2 separate regions of the Mus musculus genome follow, and region 2 is linked to region 1. The links are chromatin contacts, called in public Hi-C maps. All regions are on one chromosome and are shown on one strand. The core of a region is the stretch at or near the end of the contact, and the rest is flanking DNA. Distances in the headings are between cores, read along the strand shown.

The links. A called contact is a pair of places that touch in the nucleus more often than the background predicts.
Region 2: a contact with region 1 is called in a Hi-C map of liver, with 2.0 times the contacts expected there. The contact joins the enhancer-like site here to the promoter of Eif6 in region 1. A contact is called at or near these places in 10 of 39 promoter capture datasets (the 3T3-L1 cell line, 3T3-L1-derived adipocytes, the C10 cell line and 6 more), 1 of 484 Hi-C or Micro-C datasets (liver), 7 of 115 datasets of contacts at active chromatin or transcription factors (the 230-238 cell line, the SCID.adh cell line, bone marrow-derived macrophages and 2 more) and 3 of 9 other capture datasets (adipose tissue, liver and pancreatic islet).

What each region holds. Positions count from the first base shown.
Region 1 is chr2:155,825,281-155,828,557 of GRCm38.p6, reverse strand. It overlaps Eif6 (eukaryotic translation initiation factor 6), which reads left to right and starts at 1,633. Exons shown (of 6, transcript NM_010579.2): 1 at 1,633-2,231; 2 at 2,348-2,433. The coding sequence starts at 2,125.
Region 2 is chr2:155,901,787-155,905,244 of GRCm38.p6, reverse strand. The region is part of intron 5 of Uqcc1 (ubiquinol-cytochrome c reductase complex assembly factor 1); the gene reads left to right. Among named protein-coding and RNA genes, the nearest start is that of Uqcc1, 27 kb to the left of the region's middle. Within about 2 kb of position 1,419, at least 26 of the 459 cell types and tissues checked have an H3K27ac peak or open chromatin away from gene starts, as enhancers often do. A contact at or near this core is called in adipose tissue, liver and pancreatic islet, where this site is marked.

The DNA of each region.
Region 1 (3,277 bases), core at 384-2,883:
GTGATGCCTTCCAAAGGATGATGCTCATTTTTGACATCTTGCTTCTGTCACAGAGGCCAAAGAGAACAGACGATTGATATTCTTCCCATTTTATAAGAATGGGCACTGAAGTCCAGAGCTTGGATGGTTAATTTGGAGGAAGATCCAATCAAGTGACAGGTTAGGGAATTCTGCCAGTCCATTGTCCTCTGGCTCTAAATCTGAATTTTGTTTGCCCAGACACAACACATAGAATCTGCAGTTCCTGTGTTTCTATGTACATAAAACATGGACACTACAAGGATGTTTCAGATGCCCGTACAGTACACAGAGAACAATGACTAGGTACACCCATAGATGCATAGAGCGAGTATACAGAGCTCTCTGATTAACTCAAAAATAAAACTTCTGTTGCAGGTACATAATCAATATGGTCTGCCTAAATGAATGGCCACAGAAAATTCAAGCTTCTAGTACACACTGCAGAGCCCCCCTGAGACTCAGAAACTATAAATACACATATGACTCTTCATCCTAACTCTGCACCAAGCTGTGCTCACAACCTCACCCTGAACATTCCCTAGAGCCGAAAGGCTACTTAGATGCAGATTCTGAGGGCTGAAGCTTAAAAGCACAAACCTCAGAGAACAAGACAGATGTATTAGATGAAAACTGTATTAGGGACAGAGGGTCATGGAGATAGTAGAGCGATCGACAAAGCTTATCAGAGAGAGGCTGACTTGGAGGCTGGTCTTGAAGGACAGGGGGAGAGCCAGGTGGAGGAGAGTTAAGAGTTCTTGGTAGAGTAAGCCAGAGAGTGGTGTGGGGCTCAATGAGCGGATCTGGGGTGAGCTGGGGGAGATAAGCAGAGCACGTAGTTGAACACTTAGACACAAACACACAGACCACCTTGCTGAATGTCTCTGGAAGCTCGGGCTGCAGCTGGTCATGGGTCTTTCTCCTGAACTTAGCACCTGCAGGAGACTGTGCATGGTACTAATCAATAAAGGCAATTGTGGCTAGACCCCGTAGCAATCTGATGTGTTCTCGGTTATGGGACTGTATGATGGGGCTGGGGAAAGGGCGCCGCGCCATTTATGCCCCTTTCAGATCAGATCTTCTTGGAGAAGAATGAATGGCATAAGACAGTCTGCGGTAAGTGATTCTCTGCTCCTTTTACCTTCCACTGTGGCATTCTGAGACACCCTGGGGACTTTTGTATATTCTACACTAGTTGAGACAAGTTTATTCTATGAAAATGGGCCATACCACTATCCCCAGGGCTGCTGATGGGGTGATAAACTGCGTGATAAACACATCAAGGAAGCAAGTCAGCTCTCAGATCTTTGCTTACCCTAGAACCCTTTCTCCTCCAATCTCTCCGTAACACATTTCCCCGTCTCCATTGTCTTCTTCAGCCTATGGTTCTTATGCCTCCTCCAACCACTTTATCCTGGTCTCTTGGTTGATCTCTATGCCAAATTTCAATCTTCAACCCTTGACCCTTGCCACTGGTCCAGATTCCCACTTCCGTCCGCGTGGCCGGGGTGTGATTATCCTCTTTCTCAAATCCGCCCTTTTCCCGTCCTTACTCGGTAAATAAAGCCCTCCAATCAATCCAGCTCCAACCAGACAACACCGGTTCCTCATTTCCTCATCTTTTCATTTGCCCAGCCTCAGGTTTGATTGATTATTCCTTCTAAAAAGACCCACTAGGAGGTGAAGCCAAAAACCTAAAGCAAGAAAACGTGCAGGAGGCGGGGTCGGGCGGAGTCACCTAGTAACCATCGAGTCCTCCCAAAGGGTGGGGCTAGAGTGACCAGCAGCTCCGCCCGGCTCCTGCGCGCTCCCGGAAGCGGGCCTGGGAGGAGGCGGAAACGGAAAGCTAGTTACGGGAGAAGTTGTTGCAGCGTGTAGACATTGGAGTCGCTTGGTGAGCTGTTGGGACTCTGGGCGGCAAAAGTCAGTTCCGGGTCGCAGGGCGAGAGGACTTGGGGCAGGAGAGCCAGGAGGGATCCGTCCGCACGCCCGGGCATCTGAGGGGCCCGAGAGGGCGGGGTTTGAGGAGGCGAGGCTGGTTGACCCGGCTCCGGAGTGGATCTGTCGGCCCAGAACCCGCAGTCGTGCTGCCCCCCAGCCTCTCTCATGGCGGTCAGAGCGTCGTTCGAGAACAACTGTGAGGTCGGTTGTTTTGCCAAACTCACAAACGCCTACTGCCTGGTGGCCATCGGAGGCTCAGAGAACTTCTATAGGTGAGGCGAGAGCTTCTGGTCCCGAGCCGCCGGGGCGGGAAGGGAAGGGAGGCGGAGAGCGAGAGGTCTGAAAAGAGCGACCCACCCCAGTAAGCAGCGAATCCGTGTTTCTACAGTGTGTTCGAGGGTGAGCTCTCCGATGCCATTCCCGTGGTGCACGCATCCATCGCCGGCTGCCGAATCATCGGGCGCATGTGTGTGGGTAAGGCGGGTGGAAGACGCCGAGGGACACAGCGAAGCACTCTGAGTCATTAGTTTCCTGGAGCTTACCCCCAGTGATCGGGGGATTCCCAGGCTTTCGGGCCCAGTGGACTTTGGAATCTGACGGGTGTGTGGGACTCGAACTGCAGATCAAGAACACTGTCTCTCAGACTTGAGAGTAGCCGGAGCGAAATACCATTAAGTGCTGGCTATCATTCTTGGTCTCGTTTTTCCTTCACAGGGATACTGGAAAGCATGGGTTGTCGCTCGGAACTATGTGACTTACAGAGTCCCACACCTAAGGGCGGAGGAGAGGATTTGCATCTCTCTCCTGCCTCTGAATATGAACAAGTTGCTTCTTGTTTTTGAGCATCAGTTTCTCCCTCAGGAAATAACTAAGGTCCCAGGTCACCCTGTTCAGCTGCATTTAATTCTTACAATTTCTTTTTTTGTTTGTTTTTTTTTTGTTTTTTTCGAGACAGGGTTTCTCTGTATGGCCCTGGCTGTCCTGGAACTCACTTTGTAGACCAGGCTGGCCTTGAACTCAGAAATCCGCCTGCGTCTGCCTCCTGAGTGCTGGGATTAAAGGCGTGCGCCATCACACCAGGCTAATTCTTACAATTTCTAACTACAACTCGAGTGTTGAGTGGCTCCCGACTTTTCCTTTTATCCCCCCACACTCTGGCCTTAGCTGCACTGTCCCTGTAGCTAAGAATGACCTAGAATTCTTGATACACCTTCATCTACCTCCCAGGTTTGGGGATTAGTAGGTGTGTGCCATTATGCCTTTGCAGTCCTTTCACCTGGCACTGTGCCCCATTGCTACACTCTTAGTTTCTTGGTTC
Region 2 (3,458 bases), core at 170-2,669, 77 kb before region 1:
ATTGCTTCCTAAGATGATACCTTTAAAGTAGCCATGCCCACTTAGGTCTTTGATGTAGGACTTGGTTCCAAGAGTCCTGAGGACAAAGAGCCTTGGGTATCTGCAAGTGTCATTCTCCCTGGCTCAAGTGAGGCTGAGGCCATTTCTTGAAGACTATGTGTGAGCAAGTTGGGTCATGGTATGCTGTGTCTGTCAGCTTCTTGGACAGTCCTCCCTAAGATCCCAGAGCCAGAGCGTGTGATGTTGTGATGTTGAGATCTCAAGCGCTCGCTGCATCTGAGCAGTCAGATTCTTTGGCAGCTGTTGTTTATGGGACGGATGCTCTGGTGATGCCCTTGCCCATCACATGCGCATGCCTGCTGGGTGATGCAGTTTGTTCCTGGTGTTTTGGAGCAGAGGTGGTCAGTTATCGAAGCTCATGCTTAATTCTGAATTCTTGTCTGTGGCTCTTTTTGCCTCCAAGACACTGATCACCGTAGTGGGGAGGAGGCTCTAATGAAGAAATTCTGAGCCAGCAGTTGAGGTTTCAGTCCACTTTGTGGCACAATTTCAATTAACCGATAAAGCTTTTCAAAGATAATTTGAACTGTATTATTTAATTCACTGTAAAAATGACAACAGTGGATATTGAGTCCCTATTTTAAATGGGACATTTTGTTAAGCCCCCTTTTTTTTGAGATGGTCTATATAGCCCTGGCTGGCCTTGAACTTGATATGTAGAGTAGCATGGCTTCTACCTCAGATCTCCTCACATATGTCTCCTGAGTGCTAGAGCTGGGGCTAGAGGCTTGTGCTATGACCACTGGCTTTGCTAACTAAGCTGGATATAGGCCTTTTAACCCTTGTTTGTCATCACAGCTCTGAGCTGGGCGCTCTTGCTCTGCCTTATGGAGAAGGAAAGTGGGTCTAGAAACATCATCTAGATCTGCTTAAAAGTAACAGGGTCTGGATTTTTGCCTATTAAAAAGTGGGAGGCAGAGGCAGGCGGATTTCTGAGTTCGAGGCCAGCTTGATCTACAGAGTGAGTTCCAGGACAGCCAGGGCTACCCAGAGAAACCCTGTCTCGAAAAACCAAAAAAAGAAAAAAAAGAAAAGAAAAAAAAAAGTGGTATTATCACTCTCTGGTGACAATAGGGAATTATTTAATCTGACTGCACTTTGTCCCTTTTTTGTCTATTGGAGCAGGAGTGTGCTCATGGCAGTGTCTCAGGGTTTAGCCCTGAGGTTTGTAAACACTCGGTTGAGCTAAGAATCGTATTTTTGTGTTGCTCATAGTCAACATCCATTCGTTGGTTTGATATTTTTGAGGTTTACTCTGTGGCTTTTTGTTCTGACTTGCATGGGCACAGGGGCTTACTCACGCGCCAGCTCTTCTCATCAGCCCTGAGCTGACCCCAGAAGGGAAAACTTTGACCCAGGGCCAGCTGCTGACCTGTCTGTCTGTCTGTTTGTCTGTCTGACTGTGCTTTCCAACCCAAGAACTGACTCTCCATCTGAGGAAATTGGACAGGCTCCTGGAGGTAGCTGGGAAGCCGTGATGTAGAGGTAGCCATTGGACAGACTGTCCTGTACAAACAGCCAGATTTCACTCTCCAGCTTGAAAGACAGACTTCCAAGAAAACCTTTCTTTTTAATGTTTTGTTCTAACATCCAAAAATGACCCAACTTGAGATCCGGGCTTGAGAGTTTCTCGGGGCTATTCTTGTTCTAGGCGGAGGGCGGCTGGCCGGCACTCAGATGGCATGGGTTTTAGTAGCTGGATGGCTGGTCAGGCCAGCCTCCAGCTCCCTCCTGCTGGGCTCAGAGAGGAAATCCACTTGACAGCTGCTGGGCACCACCCGGTAAGCTCACTCGAGATTTTTGGTGTCCTTTTGTGACAGACCTGGATTCAAAGCCTAGCCTTGCCTCTAGCTTAACGTGGTAGCTACCCATAGCTACTTGGCCTTCTGTTTCCTTATCTTAAAGTAGGTTTATGGTACTTCTTTCCTGCGTTGAGGTAAAGATTAAGAGAAATACTGTAAAAGATGATTAGCCTTGCACTGGGTGTGGAGTACGGCCGTTTCTCCACATTTTGGCATTAGAGAGCTTCTTGCGTAACAATCCACACACTGCAGATAGAGTCAGGGAAGTGTGAAGTTCATCTCAGGTACCTCACTTCGTGGGCTGTGTTTCCCTGATCCTTGATTCCACTGTCAGCTTTCTCACTGGCCACGTACTCGGGATGTTGGACAGATTTGTTGAGCTGCAGGCCGTGAAGCACTTATTACGCCTGGCCTGTTAGAAGCCCAGCCGCAGTGACCAGGGACTCCCTAATTAATGCTGACTGTGGTCCTCCCTCCTAGGGTCCTGCCCTGGGTGTTCACTCTTAGTGACCCTGGTTAACCATCACCTCACTGAACGCTGACTGGCAGAGGATACTTTGGGAGGTTTTTTTTTGGGGGGGGGGGCAGGGGAGTAGGGAGGGGTGGGCATAAGTTCTAGGCCTGCACTATCATGCCCGGCCTTACTCCTCCTCCTCTTTGTGAGTCGTCACTCCAGAAGACTGATCCTACCACAAGGGCTCACGTGCCCACTAATTCCCTCTCATTCATCCATCCTTCCTGCTCCTTGTCAAGCTTTGCTCCTTGTCACATAAGGAGGATGGAACGTCTAGTAGGGATCCCTTAGCTACTGGAGGGCTTTCTCAGATGTGTGAGGAAATGGATGTCTGAACTGAGACCTGGCTCGCAGGTTATAAACCAAGAGCTTAGTGTGTGTGATCCCTGGGGGCTGACATCTGGCCTTTGAAGTGGCTGCTGTCTGAGTCCCTGTTCAGTCCTAGCTCCTAAGAGTTCCACTTTTCTCTCTCCTGGCTATTTGGGTAAATCATTTGGCACATTCATGGCCATACCACATTGGATTGTCTTTACAAACTTGGAAACAGAGACCACAAGGCTTAACCTTTGCTGCAGGGCTCAAGTGATTACAGTAGCTGATGCGTAAGGGGAGCAGGAGAGGTGGTGTTTGCTTAGCATTTTAGACTTCAAGCCAGGAAAAGGAGAATAGCACAGAACTTCATGAGGTTGGAAGGAACGTAAGAGATCATGTCTGCCACATTGTGTCAAATGAGAAACTCAGAGGGAAGACACAGTCTGCTCAAGGTTGCTAGGCTACAGTCTGCTCAAGGTTGCTAGCCTATGGTCTGCCCAAGGCTGTAAGCCTACAGTCTGTCCAAAGTTGCTAGCCTATGATCTGCCCAAGGCTGCTAGGCTACAGTCTGTCCAAGGTTGCTAGGCTATAGTCTGTCCAAGGCTGCTAGGCTACAGTCTGCCCAAGGCTGTAAGCCTACAGTCTGCCCAAGGCTGTAAGCCTACAGTCTGCCCAAGGCTGCAAGCCTATAGTCTGTCCAGGGCTGCTAGGCTACAGTCGGCCCAAGGCTGCTAGGCTACAATCTGCCCAAAGCTGTAAGCCTATAGTCT